Regions from separate parts of the Mus musculus genome. Here all the other regions are linked to region 3. The links are chromatin contacts, called in public HiChIP or PLAC-seq maps. All regions are on one chromosome and are shown on one strand. Each heading gives the region's core, a stretch centred on a gene start, on an enhancer-like site or on the middle of the called end of the contact. The rest is flanking DNA. Distances are from core to core; before and after follow the strand shown.

Region 1 (3,468 bases), core at 500-2,999, 45 kb before region 3:
TCCTGCCTAGAGTTGTGTCCTCACCTCCTTAGAGTGTTTGTCACACAGTGCATCTGAGTGCTGTGTGACAACCAATAGAAAACTGCATACTAGTCAGCCCTTTCTGGGGGTGTCTCCTCAGAAATAGCTCTTGCATTAAATAGATCACTGCAGTTGTTTTTTTTTGTTGTTTGGTTGGTCTGGTTTGGTTTTGGTTTTTCGAGACAGGGTTTCTCTGTGTAGCCCTGGCTGTCCTGGAACTCACTCTGTAGACCAGGCTGGCCTCAAACTCAGAAATCCACCTGCCTCTGCCTCCTAAGTACTAGGGTTAAAGGCGTGCGCTACCACGACTGGCTGCAGTTGTCTTGATAAGGCTTTAGCATGGTAAATTTTTTTTCTCTTTTGGAGTGGTTTGTTTGTTTGTTTGTTTTTGAGACAGGGTCTTGCTGAGCAGCCCAGGCTGGCTTTGAATTCAGAATTCTCCTGCTGCTCCAATACTTGCATTACTGGCATGAGCTACAACACATTGATTTTTTTTTTTCTGATATGTTAACTTGTCTATTTAAAGTGTTCCAGCACACAGATCTAACCCATTAAAACTAATAGGTCAGTTACCATAATATTAGTTATTAGAAGTGCATTCTAAGAAAATGAAGTGATTCATAATTCCAGCTGTATTTTCTCTGGACAACCTGTACCTACATGATTTTTGGGTTGCTCTCTGAAGCCGTAGAAATAAAGACAGCAGCTTGGTAGTGGAACCTGCAGTACCTGGGTCCTCTGAGAGTTTCCCTGGACTCCATAAGTTCTCCTTCTCTGCCCTTGGAATTAGTGTCAGTGCTGATGGAGTGACACTCTCTTGGCAGGGCATCGTCTGCTCCTAACTTTCCCGGCTTCTATTTTTCTTCATGAATTTGTGTTTGCTAAGAGTCCTGTGATACAGTCTGTGGCCTAATTCCCAGTTGCCTCCAGTGAGTACATCAAAGTTCCTGAGCAAAATGTATTTGCATTTTGCTACCAGGAGGCTGTGCTATAAACAATGGAGTTGAGACATCAGCACCGGCCAGGGGATGAAATTTTATTTTACAATCTGAAGTGCTGTGTAAGCATTTAAGGTATGAATCGGTAATCATTTCCCAACAGCTCCCATTAGCCATGCTTTCTTTGCAGCCCATCCGCTTTCCTGGGATGCAGGGTGGGAGTTAACTCTCTGGAGCACACTGCGTGGCATTTGCATTTAAGCCAGCATTCAAGGGAGGGCACCACAACTTTCTAAAGTTCTTAGTGCCAGAATGGACCTTATGCCTCTGCTCTTTGATGAAACACAGTTTTAATTTTTCATTGCAAGAAAAGAGAAGAAACCTTCCCAATGTTGTGAAGATTACATATTTCTAAACCAGAGAAATGTAAAAGAAAAAAAAATATATATGGGGGAAAAGTGGGTTTCAAAGGTCAGGAACGTTCTTTACCCCTGATGGATTCAATAAAATGCAGACTTTAAAAATCATCTGTCTAATTTGAGATTCAAGATCATCAAATTCTGTCTAAATATTTTGTTTTAACTTCTAAGCTCATTATGGCCCCTTTGTGTTAACTTGTATTAAACTCTGTCAGCTATGACTGGTCTCATAAGCACAGTCAGTGGGGCAGAATAAGTTAATTATTTACTTGTGTCACTAGTGCTCTTCATTTAATGAAATGCACAGCTGTGTTGGATCTGCAGTTGGATGTGTAGCTCCCATTGTTCAGCAAGTCAGCAGAGGGGAGAAGCCGTGGTGATGGAGAGTCCTCGCCTCTCTCTGCTGCTCTGGCTTTCTGTGTCGATTTCATGGGTCTTTTATCACTCGCTTTCTCACAAAACAAACAACACAGGGCTGTCTGCTATGGGAACCATCTTGGCATATAAAAGGGGTTTCAGAGGCTCAAGTAATTTTAAGTTAGCGAAGATTTAATTTTTGGCTTACAGGTGCCCCTGGTTCAAATATAACCAAAGCAATTCTATTATAAGACGGAATGGAAAAAAAAAAGCTCCTTGTGTATGTTTTTGTCAGCAAATGTCAGAAAAAGGCAGAAGAGAAAACAAAACAAAACAAAAAAAAAAAAAAAAAAAAAAAAAACTTCCCAAAAGGAAGCTGTGCTGTGAAGAGTAATCGGGCCCAGAGGAAAATGACTAGATTCTGACTGTAGGAATGAGCATGTATGTCATCTTAATAGCCTGGTGAGGTTAAATCAGCTCAATTAAACACGTCAACTAAAACCAGGCTACCAAGTCTTCCGTCTTCCTGCCATCCCTAAGTCCCAGCCTGCCTGAACCAGTTCCCACCTTCTCCTGGTGGTGTGGAGGGTGGACCGCAGCCTCTCCCAGGCTGACACCAGCATCCCTGTGGGTCCTGCCTGAGAGGCGCTGCCTTTTCTCTTTGGTTTTGTGTTTAAGGGCTATCGGAACCCTGACTCTCACCAGCCTTCCCAGGCTCTACCCCGTCCTTGTGGAGATGCCGAGTCCAACATGTTGTTCTTTGCTGTACAGTAGTGGCCTCAGGGTACCTAGATTTCTGATTTGCTCTCTTTCAAAGTAGGCTTCAGTGACTTCCGGCCTCTGTCAGATCCTTTCAGTATGGATAAGATGTGGCTTTAGAGGGAAGGGACACGTCACACAAGACAATGGCACACAGCTAGATTTGAGCTACAGCGTAGCAAGTGAGTTTCTGTTATTTATACAGGAAAGCATGAATACCCATGGTATGATTAAAAAAAAAAAAACCTTTTCAACCAAAATAAATATCAAAGAAACTGTACGTCTGCTCTGGAATCCAGCTCTACACGCCCTAGCTGCAGTCTTGTTGGCAGCCACTAGAAAGCAGAGTGTTAGCACAGTGTAAAGAAGCAGGCAGGCTTGTTTCCTCTGTTTAGCTCTTCATGATATGCACATCAAAAAGGTTCCATTTTAAGACGTTTGGGGGTCCTGGGGATGCTTGCTTATCATATCTTAAGTTTTAACTCCAACACGGCAATAGTAACAACTTAGTATTTTTTTTAAAGTGGCTTTAGTTATATAGAAGACAAACAGGAATGAAAAACTTGGGTTTTTTTTAGTAGGTCCTGAAATGGGTTCGTTCACACCCAGGGGAGAGGCGTTTTCTTTTATTGCTGTTTCTGCTGTTACACTACAGTGAAAGAGCATCAGTCTCTTTCCTCTGAGCAGTCCTGTGCAAGCCTTCCAGCTCTTAGATACATTGTAACAAATTCTGTCCCACTCATCTTCCCAGGAAAAACAAATCAGAAGAATTAACAGCTGTGTAGCAGCAAAATCTCTGCAAGCTTAGAACACTGTTCCGGCCTGCTCAGGTCTGCTACCCTAAGAGAATGCGGGTGGAGTGCTGAGCTGGAAGGCCCTCTGCTCCCATTCCATTCTTAGAATTCCGTGTCTAATTCTGGCCTTTTGCTCTAAGAATGAATTGGCTCTTACTTTTCTTGTTGGTCTTTACAAGT
Region 2 (3,621 bases), core at 350-2,849, 54 kb after region 3:
TTATTTATCCAAAACAAACTCAGAACCGTCATTACCACAGTTAGCACAAGGGACGCCTCCCTCTCCAACAAGTCCCGGCTGCCCAACTCCTCACATTTGCTTATTAGAAACGACAAAGTCAAACCTTTAGGGAAGTTGTTTAATGGAACACTCAAGTCTAAAATGGAACTCAGGAGGTTTTCTTGTTTCTGTATGTATGTGTGTGTGTGTGTGTGTGTGTGTGTGTGTATGTGTGTGTGTGTTCTTTCATACTTTGTTATTGACTAATAGAACATATCAAGCTTTACCTCGGTGTCCCTAACCTTTGTCATCAACATTATTATTATGACTTATAGAGCATTCTAGAAGTAATCAAGTGGTCTTGCCTCTGAGTCTTGTGTGTGTGTGCGTGCGTGCGTGCACGCACACGCAAAGGCCAGAGGTCAGCATGGAGTATTCTGACCCACCTTCTTCAGTCACTCTGCATGTTATTATTTTGAGGCGTGGTTTCTCACTGAACTTTGAACTCACCAATCTGTTATGCTGGTGGCCCAGCCAGAGTCCCTCCTTGCATCCCCAGCACTGGGCTACATGCACATACTATCATGCTCATTTTGAACCATGGGCGCTGGGATCTAAGCTCATGCTTTATAAGTAAAGGTTCTCATGTTTCACTAACTGAGCTAATCCATGAGTCTTTGGGTTTTTTCAGTCTTCCTGTTTAAAAAAAAAAAAAAAAAAAAAAAAAAAACTACGTGTATCGATGCGTCTGTGTGAATGTATGCCATGTGTATATAAATGAAGGCAGAGGTCAGGAGACGGTCAGTGCCTGGAGCTGGACTTACAGAAGTTATGAGCCACCTGCCAAGGTTGCTGAGAACTGAGCTTGCTTAGATCCTCTGAAAGAAGAGCAGTGTACGCTCTTAGCTAATGAGCCATCCTTTTAGCCCCCAATCATTTGAATGCTATTCACTGATCTTCTGGAAAGGGCACGTTAAGGTAGCACCTTGGTGAGGCCACTCCTTTGCATATTTAAAGATTCCCCTCAATTTCCACCATTCTCTCCTTTTCCTTCTTCTTCCACAAGCCCCTCTTCCCATGCAGACAGATGTCTCCATGGTTCAAAGTGTATGACATACCTATTGCTCTCTGCTGTTCCTCTTGCCCAAAGCCTCCTCCAACTTCGGTGGCAGACCGGGTTTCTAGTGAGAACTCTCTTAACTACTGGTCATATTAGCAAACGAATTCTACTTTTTGAGCCTTGAATTTGCAATCTGAACGATGGGTGTAATGCCTATCTTGTGTGTTGTGTTTGTTTTGTTTTTGCTTTGCTTTACTTTACTTTGCTGTGCTTCATTTGGGCTTTGCTGTTGTTGACCTGGGTGCTCAACTATGTAGCTCAGGCTATCCCTGGATACACTACATAGCCTAAGCTCACTGCAAACCCAGATCCTCCCACTTCACCCTTCTGAGTGCTAGGATTGCAGGCATGTGTTGACACGCCTGGCTTTTACGTGACTCTCATGAGAATGAAGTAAAAGCCTGGATACCCAGGGCCTGGCACCTAGGACAAGTTCCATGAATGTGAGCTGTTGTTTGCTGTTACAAAATTTCAGTCCCAAGTCCTCTGTGAAACCATAACTATTCACTCCCATCTACACACCCATCTGTTTCCCTCTTCAATAGCCTCTACGGTCAGGAGTTTATAGTATTTAAATATTATTGTTTCTTGTATGTCACTCTCCCCAAATAGACTCCAAAGTGAACTAGGACATAGGTCATGTCTTATGCCAACACAAGTGCCCACAGGAGCCAGGAAAGGAACAGAAAATAGTCTTGGTGTAAGAAAAATGGGGAGGGGTGAGGACTCGGGCCAACCCCCAGGCACTGCTCACCCTGGCCAATTGCTGTCATGAGGGAATACGGGTCCAGGGTTGCCAGACCTCGACTTTTTCATAAGAAGCCAGGAATCCAGCTTCTTCTGTGTGAAGTCCAGGGGTTTAAAAGCTGAGCCAGTGCTGCTCAGGCTAAACAAAGCATGCCTGTGGGACCCCCGTTGGTGACAGCTGCCTCACTTACATGGTCCCTGTAAAGTTTGAGCCTCAGCTGGGCCGCTGATGTCACCTCTACAGAGGAACAATGCTGTGAGTGGCAGTGAGGGATCTTGGCTAAATTTGAAGACGGGTTTTCATTCATCCCAGATCCAAAGTGCAGGGCAGGCCCAAGAAACCTATACGTCCATGGAGCTAGTTTTCCTGAGCGGAACACAGGGTTCCACTTGGTGACACGGAGAACATGCACTACTGGTATGGAAGAGCTTCATTTGGGTCACAATCGTCCCTTTATTTATTTATTTATTTATTTATTTATTTTTAATGTGGAACACTACATGAATTTGCATATCATCCTTATACAGGGGCCATACTAATCTGTTTTCTTGTGTTCAGAACACTGGGTAGCCCTCAGTGTTGAATTAAAGATCTCATCTTTATCCCTCTGTTTACCATGAATCTGTTCATGATATCCATCAAGGACCATTTTGCTCGCAATGACATGACCTCAGTGCCCAGCAAGCGATAAAGTCAGTGTTTATCTATCGGATGAGTAAACGATTGAAATGATCCATCCATCAAATATCAGGCTCCTATCATGTGCCAAGGACTATGTGGGACTTTAGGGATTCTGAGGTGACTGGGTGCTCCCCCTAGCCTCAGGGTATTGGGTCACCTAGAAAGGATTGCGTAAGGTATTTACTGGAGCATGAGAGCCAGCAGGATCCGCTCCCTATGCCCAGTCCCAGGAAAGGGCAGGGGACAGAATGCCTGGGACCCCCTTAGTACTTGGCTTTGCCATTTGCCCGAGTCCGGGGGTCATATTCATTTAGGAGACTTGGGTATGAAATGACTGAGCTGATTTTCCTTCAAAGTCATGTTGGAATGAGCTGACCAAGTGCCACCCCCTGCAAGTGGTCACCTTGGGAGGCCTCGTCCTCACTCTACAGGAGTTACAACAGTACTGGACCACTTCCCTGGCAAGGGTCCTCAGAGTGAGTTTAAAGCTACATGAGGACATTTACTCCGTTGCTTAAGATTCATGCCTTATTTTAGCTGAAACCGAAACAACAACAAAACCAAAAAAAAAAAAAAAAAAAACCTCAAAAAACAAAAACAAAAACAAAACAAAACAAAAAAAAACCCAAAAACATAAACCAAAAGGAAACAAAACAAAGGTTGGTAAAATGGGTATTCATCACTTTGTCCCCTAAATTTGATTCCAGTTTTTTTTCTTTCTTTTTGAGTTGTTTCTTAAAATCCAGTCATCAAAGGAGAAATGTTTCCTGCTGGTGAGTTTATTGAGCTGTACGCATGCCAGGCTCCACATTGTCATGTGTCACAGCATTGTTGGCAGAAGTGTTTAACCCTCCGGCAGGTGGATGTCAGTGGAGGCAGAATTCCATTTATATGCCCAAATTCTGGTGTTTAGAATAATTTTTTTTTAAAGAAAACTTCAAATTTTATTTAGAGTTGTTCTATGTCTTCAATGCCTATCACAGAATTAGGACACATAGGCCTCCCAAAGTGTCTTATGGGAGGGAAAAAAAGCCTGAGGAAATCTAATGTCACTTACAGGACATGAGGGTCC
Region 3 (3,832 bases), core at 52-2,551:
CCTTCTGCCCGTCCGCGCTGCCCCTTCCCTGCATCTCGTGACCTTAACTCGGCACGTGCTAGTCCCTTGCCCCTCACCCACCATTGTCCCACTCGGCGCGGCTCGGGGGGCTACCCGGAGGCCCGAGGTGGGCAGGCCCGGGGTCGCGGGCAAGAAGCGCACCCGGCTCGGCGGGAGGGACTCGGGCGATCCGCCCCTGCGCCGCTGGCGCTGCCTCTGTCCATGGTCAAAGCAGCGGGGTAATCCGCCTTTCTCTTCCGCCCGCCGAGCCCATTCATATTCTAATCACAGCGCGGCCGGCCCGCGAGCGGCCACTTTCCCGGGGCCACGGGAGCCCCCCCTCCACCCCCACTTTCCACTTGCGGTCCACAGGCCCCGGCCCCCTCCCCCTCCCACACTTTCAACTGCGCCGGGGAGGGGTCCCTGGGAAAGCCTCATCCCCAGCTCTGACGCCGGGGCTTCTCACCAACTCCGTTGCTGGCTGTGGGGGACCGAGAGGGTGGCAGAGGGGGGAGCCGGGGGACATGGGAAGAGGGAGGGGCCCGGACGCAGACAGACTGACATACAGGGTTATGGGAAGAGGCGCGGGGGTGGGGGTGGGGGTGAGGGTCCCAGAGACCCAGGGAGAACGCAGAACTAGGGAGAGACAAAGAGACTGGCTGCCAAGGGAGAAACGGAGAGCGAGACAGCGAGGCACGCCGACCTGGAGAGACCCGTGGGGCGAGAGACAAGGGGTACAAAAGTTCTGGTTGACGCAAGCCAGCCTCTCACCCCCTCGCAGCCAAGCGGCCTTCTTGTCCCTCAGACTGGTTATGGGAACCTAAGGCTTCACTTTCCCCTTCCTCAACTTCTACTCCCACGCACGTCCGCGGATCTGCGTGGAAGAAACTCAAGACATACCCCCTCTGCACTACTCCCCGGCCCCTACTCAAAATCTAACTCAAGGCGAAAACGGGACGTGTCTCGAGGGGAGAAAAAAAGGAGTCGGGCCCACTCGTGGACGCACAGGAGACTCCTAGGGCTCGGGTACCTCTGCACCCCCCTTCATGGCTGCACCGCGCGGGGCCCGGGCGCGGGAGGACTGAAGAGGGGGGCAGATCTAAGCCAATTTTGATTTCGTCTATAATGAGTGCCGGGCTAAGGCTGGAGAAGGCCTCTGGAACTTTAAATAAGAAAAACGTTGCTAATGCTATAATAGAAGGGGGAAGTCGGAGGGCTGGGATTGCGTCGCTCTGAGCCCCCCTTTTCGGAGGCGGCTTTTCTTATTCAAAACAGGCCCACAATGGGCTTCACAGTGCGCCTCGCCACGGCCCCATCTGACGAGCGGCCATTCATCAGGCCCGCTGGCCTATCAATGACATTGCTCCCATCGGGGCTCCTATAAAATGATGTTTTTTCCCATGAAACATCCGCAAACATTTTGACGGGTTTGGCTTTGCCCGACTGGATTACTGAGTGTCCCCTCGCTCGCTCGCTCGCTCTCTCGCTCTCTCCTTCAGCTCTAGCTTCCTTCCTTCCCTCGCTTCTTCGCCTCTTTTCTTTCCACTAGTTCTTTCTTTTCCCCTTTTATCCTTTTGCCCTCTCACCCACCGTCTCCCCCTCTCTCTCTCGCTATCCCTTCCTTCCTTATTTCTTCCCTCCCTTCCTCCCTGGGCATCTCTAGCACAGGGGATCCCCAAATATCAGGACTTTTGGGGGGCGTCTGTGCTGTCCATGGGAAGAGCATGCATTGTGGGTTACTGGAGGAACCCGACATGGATTCCACAGGTTAGTCCTGGTGGGACTTGGAGGGGGGTCATTGGAGGGGGGAGGAAGGAGAAGGGACAGGGCGGGGGTCACTTCAGAAAGAGTTGCAGAAAGTTCAGGCGGGGCAACCTGACAGTGGGATCCCAGGAGAGGAGGAGAGCGTGCAGAAGTTTTCGGTCCAGCGCTAAGTGTGTAAGTGGATGCATGGAAGTGTGTGTGAGTGTAAATGCGTGTGTGCGCGTGCGCGCACTCTGAGGCGCGCGCTTTCACTTGGACATAAAGTTGCATAAAGATGCTCGCTGGCTCGCGGCGAGCTCGAGGTGTTTATGCTACTTGCAAGAGCTTTGCGAGCAAGCCGCCCCGCCCGGACCCGGCGGCGGCCCTGGCTTTGGCTAGGGTAGTGGTATGCTTAGGATCTGGGGTGAGGGCCCCGAACGCTCCAAAGGCGGAGGAGGGCGACGGCGTACCGCGTCTCACCGCGCACTGGAGGCTCTTGCTTCTGGAATCTCGCTGCAGGGAGGGAGTGGCGGCGGCGAACCCGGTGGTCCTGGGGCTTTAGTAGCTTTGGGCTAGGAGAGATGGGCCCCTAGGACTGTAGTCTCCCGGCCGCGAAGACGCGACTCACTAGCCTCTCCACAGTGAGGCTGTAACCTTGCAAAAGGGGGGTGGGGGGAGCAGAATGCAGAACATATGAAGAGGCCTGACACTGAGTTTTGTGAACCGGCCTGTAGTTTGAGGGCTGTGTGGTGGACATCAGGCACTAGGGTCGCCACGGTTCACAAGGGAACACACGGAATCTCTTACAACGAAAATGCCCAGCATCTTCTCCAGGCGATCCGTTGGTCAACTTCTACGCCTAGCATCTTTGGGGACCCGCCGCACTTCAAATTCTGTTATTTTTTTCTATGTCCTTTCCATGTAGTGGTTCTCAAAAAAACTTTACTCTCTCCGTTAGGCTCAGTCTCTCCACCAGGCCACTCCAATCCCTGCTGGGCCGCAGCTTTGGAATTTTGAGGGGTGGTAAGACCACAGCCTGGGCATAGGCAGCAGCTTGACTGAAACCTGAGAGAATGTGAGGGCATTGCAGCTGAGCAACAAGTGCCTGCTGGCCTCAGCTGTGCCCTGACACACATTAACTTACTTGCAAATAACACCACAGTCAACTCTGCCCCCACTCCACCCACCCCTAGGGCAGGTTGTAAAAAGATTAAGCTATCTAGATATCTTCCCAGACCTTGTTCTTCTGTACTGGGAGGAAAGTTCCAGGCCTCTCTTGGCCTACATTGCAGACCTGGTGGCTGAGACCGCTGGCCCAGGGGTATCTGCGGCATTCCAGGGTACGTTTTTTTTTCTGTCTCCGGTACAGTTAAACTCTCACGCTTTCCTGGGTGTCAGTGAGCTCCTGAGCATAGCCGAAGCCCGAGCTTCTAAAGTCCAGCTTAGTTAGCGGGTGAGCACCTGCGGGGAGGCTAGAAGCGGTCTTCTCTGGAGAGCGGCACCCGGCTTAGGCCCGGTTGGGGTCTGTCTTCTGCACACGCTAGCAGTCCTGGTTCTGGAGAAGGAAGGGCCTTTGCTTCAATATTCTTTTAACTCAAGGAAAACCTCCTAAGAGCCACGGCTCGAAAAGTGAATGGATTTAACCAGATTAAGCCCATTTGTACAGAATTAGCGGTCGAGTATTTTCAAGGGGTCTGTACACGGTGTCGGGGGCCTTCCTCATATCCCAAAGCTGGCATGTCCTAAATGAGATATTACTTGATCCCTCCACAGGACTAGAGTCCTTTGGGTGTTTGGTGAGGGGAGTCTTAGAATTGTGGACACTTTCGAGGTTTATCAGGTGGTTGGGTGAGCACGGACCACTTCCATCCCAACTGCGAACACCCCAAATGGGTTATGAAACTCCAGCGCTCCTCTCTCATACTAGGATCTCTAGGATAGATAATATACCTATCCTCTCCTCTCTCGTCTCTAGGATAGATATATATCTCTCCTAGATCACACTCCTGACCTCAAAATCAAGAGTTTTGGTTAATGGCATCAATTGAGAAGTCACTCCAGGCGCACCAGGTGACATTTCACATGCAAA

Evidence for each region. HiChIP or PLAC-seq counts read pairs in DNA pulled down with a chosen protein or histone mark.
Region 1: a contact with region 3 is called in an H3K4me3 HiChIP or PLAC-seq map of neural progenitor cells, with 77 read pairs. The contact joins the enhancer-like site here to the promoter of Rfx4 in region 3. A contact is called at or near these places in 1 of 39 promoter capture datasets (macrophages), 8 of 484 Hi-C or Micro-C datasets (the N1E-115 cell line, neural progenitor cells, neural stem cells and 5 more), 11 of 115 datasets of contacts at active chromatin or transcription factors (differentiating embryonic stem cells, double positive thymocytes, embryonic brain and 6 more) and 2 of 9 other capture datasets (adipose tissue and pancreatic islet).
Region 2: an H3K27ac HiChIP or PLAC-seq map of neural progenitor cells shows a contact between it and region 3, with 5 times the contacts expected there. The contact joins the enhancer-like site here to the promoter of Rfx4 in region 3. A contact is called at or near these places in 6 of 39 promoter capture datasets (the 3T3-L1 cell line, 3T3-L1-derived adipocytes, embryonic stem cells and 3 more), 12 of 484 Hi-C or Micro-C datasets (B cells, LSK cells, astrocytes and 5 more), 8 of 115 datasets of contacts at active chromatin or transcription factors (astrocytes, embryonic midbrain, embryonic stem cells and 3 more) and 1 of 9 other capture datasets (adipose tissue).

The regions. Positions count from the first base shown.
Region 1 is chr10:84,709,307-84,712,774 of GRCm38.p6, forward strand. The region is part of intron 23 of Polr3b (polymerase (RNA) III (DNA directed) polypeptide B); the gene reads left to right. Among named protein-coding and RNA genes, the nearest start is that of Rfx4, 45 kb to the right of the region's middle. Within about 2 kb of position 1,750, at least 49 of the 459 cell types and tissues checked have an H3K27ac peak or open chromatin away from gene starts, as enhancers often do. A contact at or near this core is called in adipose tissue, neural progenitor cells, neural stem cells and 4 more, where this site is marked.
Region 2 is chr10:84,808,737-84,812,357 of GRCm38.p6, forward strand. All of the region lies in intron 3 of Rfx4 (regulatory factor X, 4 (influences HLA class II expression)), which reads left to right. The region is part of intron 2 of Gm40728 (a long non-coding RNA gene); the gene reads right to left. Among named protein-coding and RNA genes, the nearest start is that of Gm40728, 53 kb to the right of the region's middle. Within about 2 kb of position 1,600, at least 22 of the 459 cell types and tissues checked have an H3K27ac peak or open chromatin away from gene starts, as enhancers often do. A contact at or near this core is called in astrocytes, cerebral cortex, liver and 2 more, where this site is marked.
Region 3 is chr10:84,754,747-84,758,578 of GRCm38.p6, forward strand. Rfx4 (regulatory factor X, 4 (influences HLA class II expression)) reads left to right here and starts at 1,302. Exons shown (of 18, transcript NM_001024918.1): 1 at 1,302-1,767. The coding sequence starts at 1,725.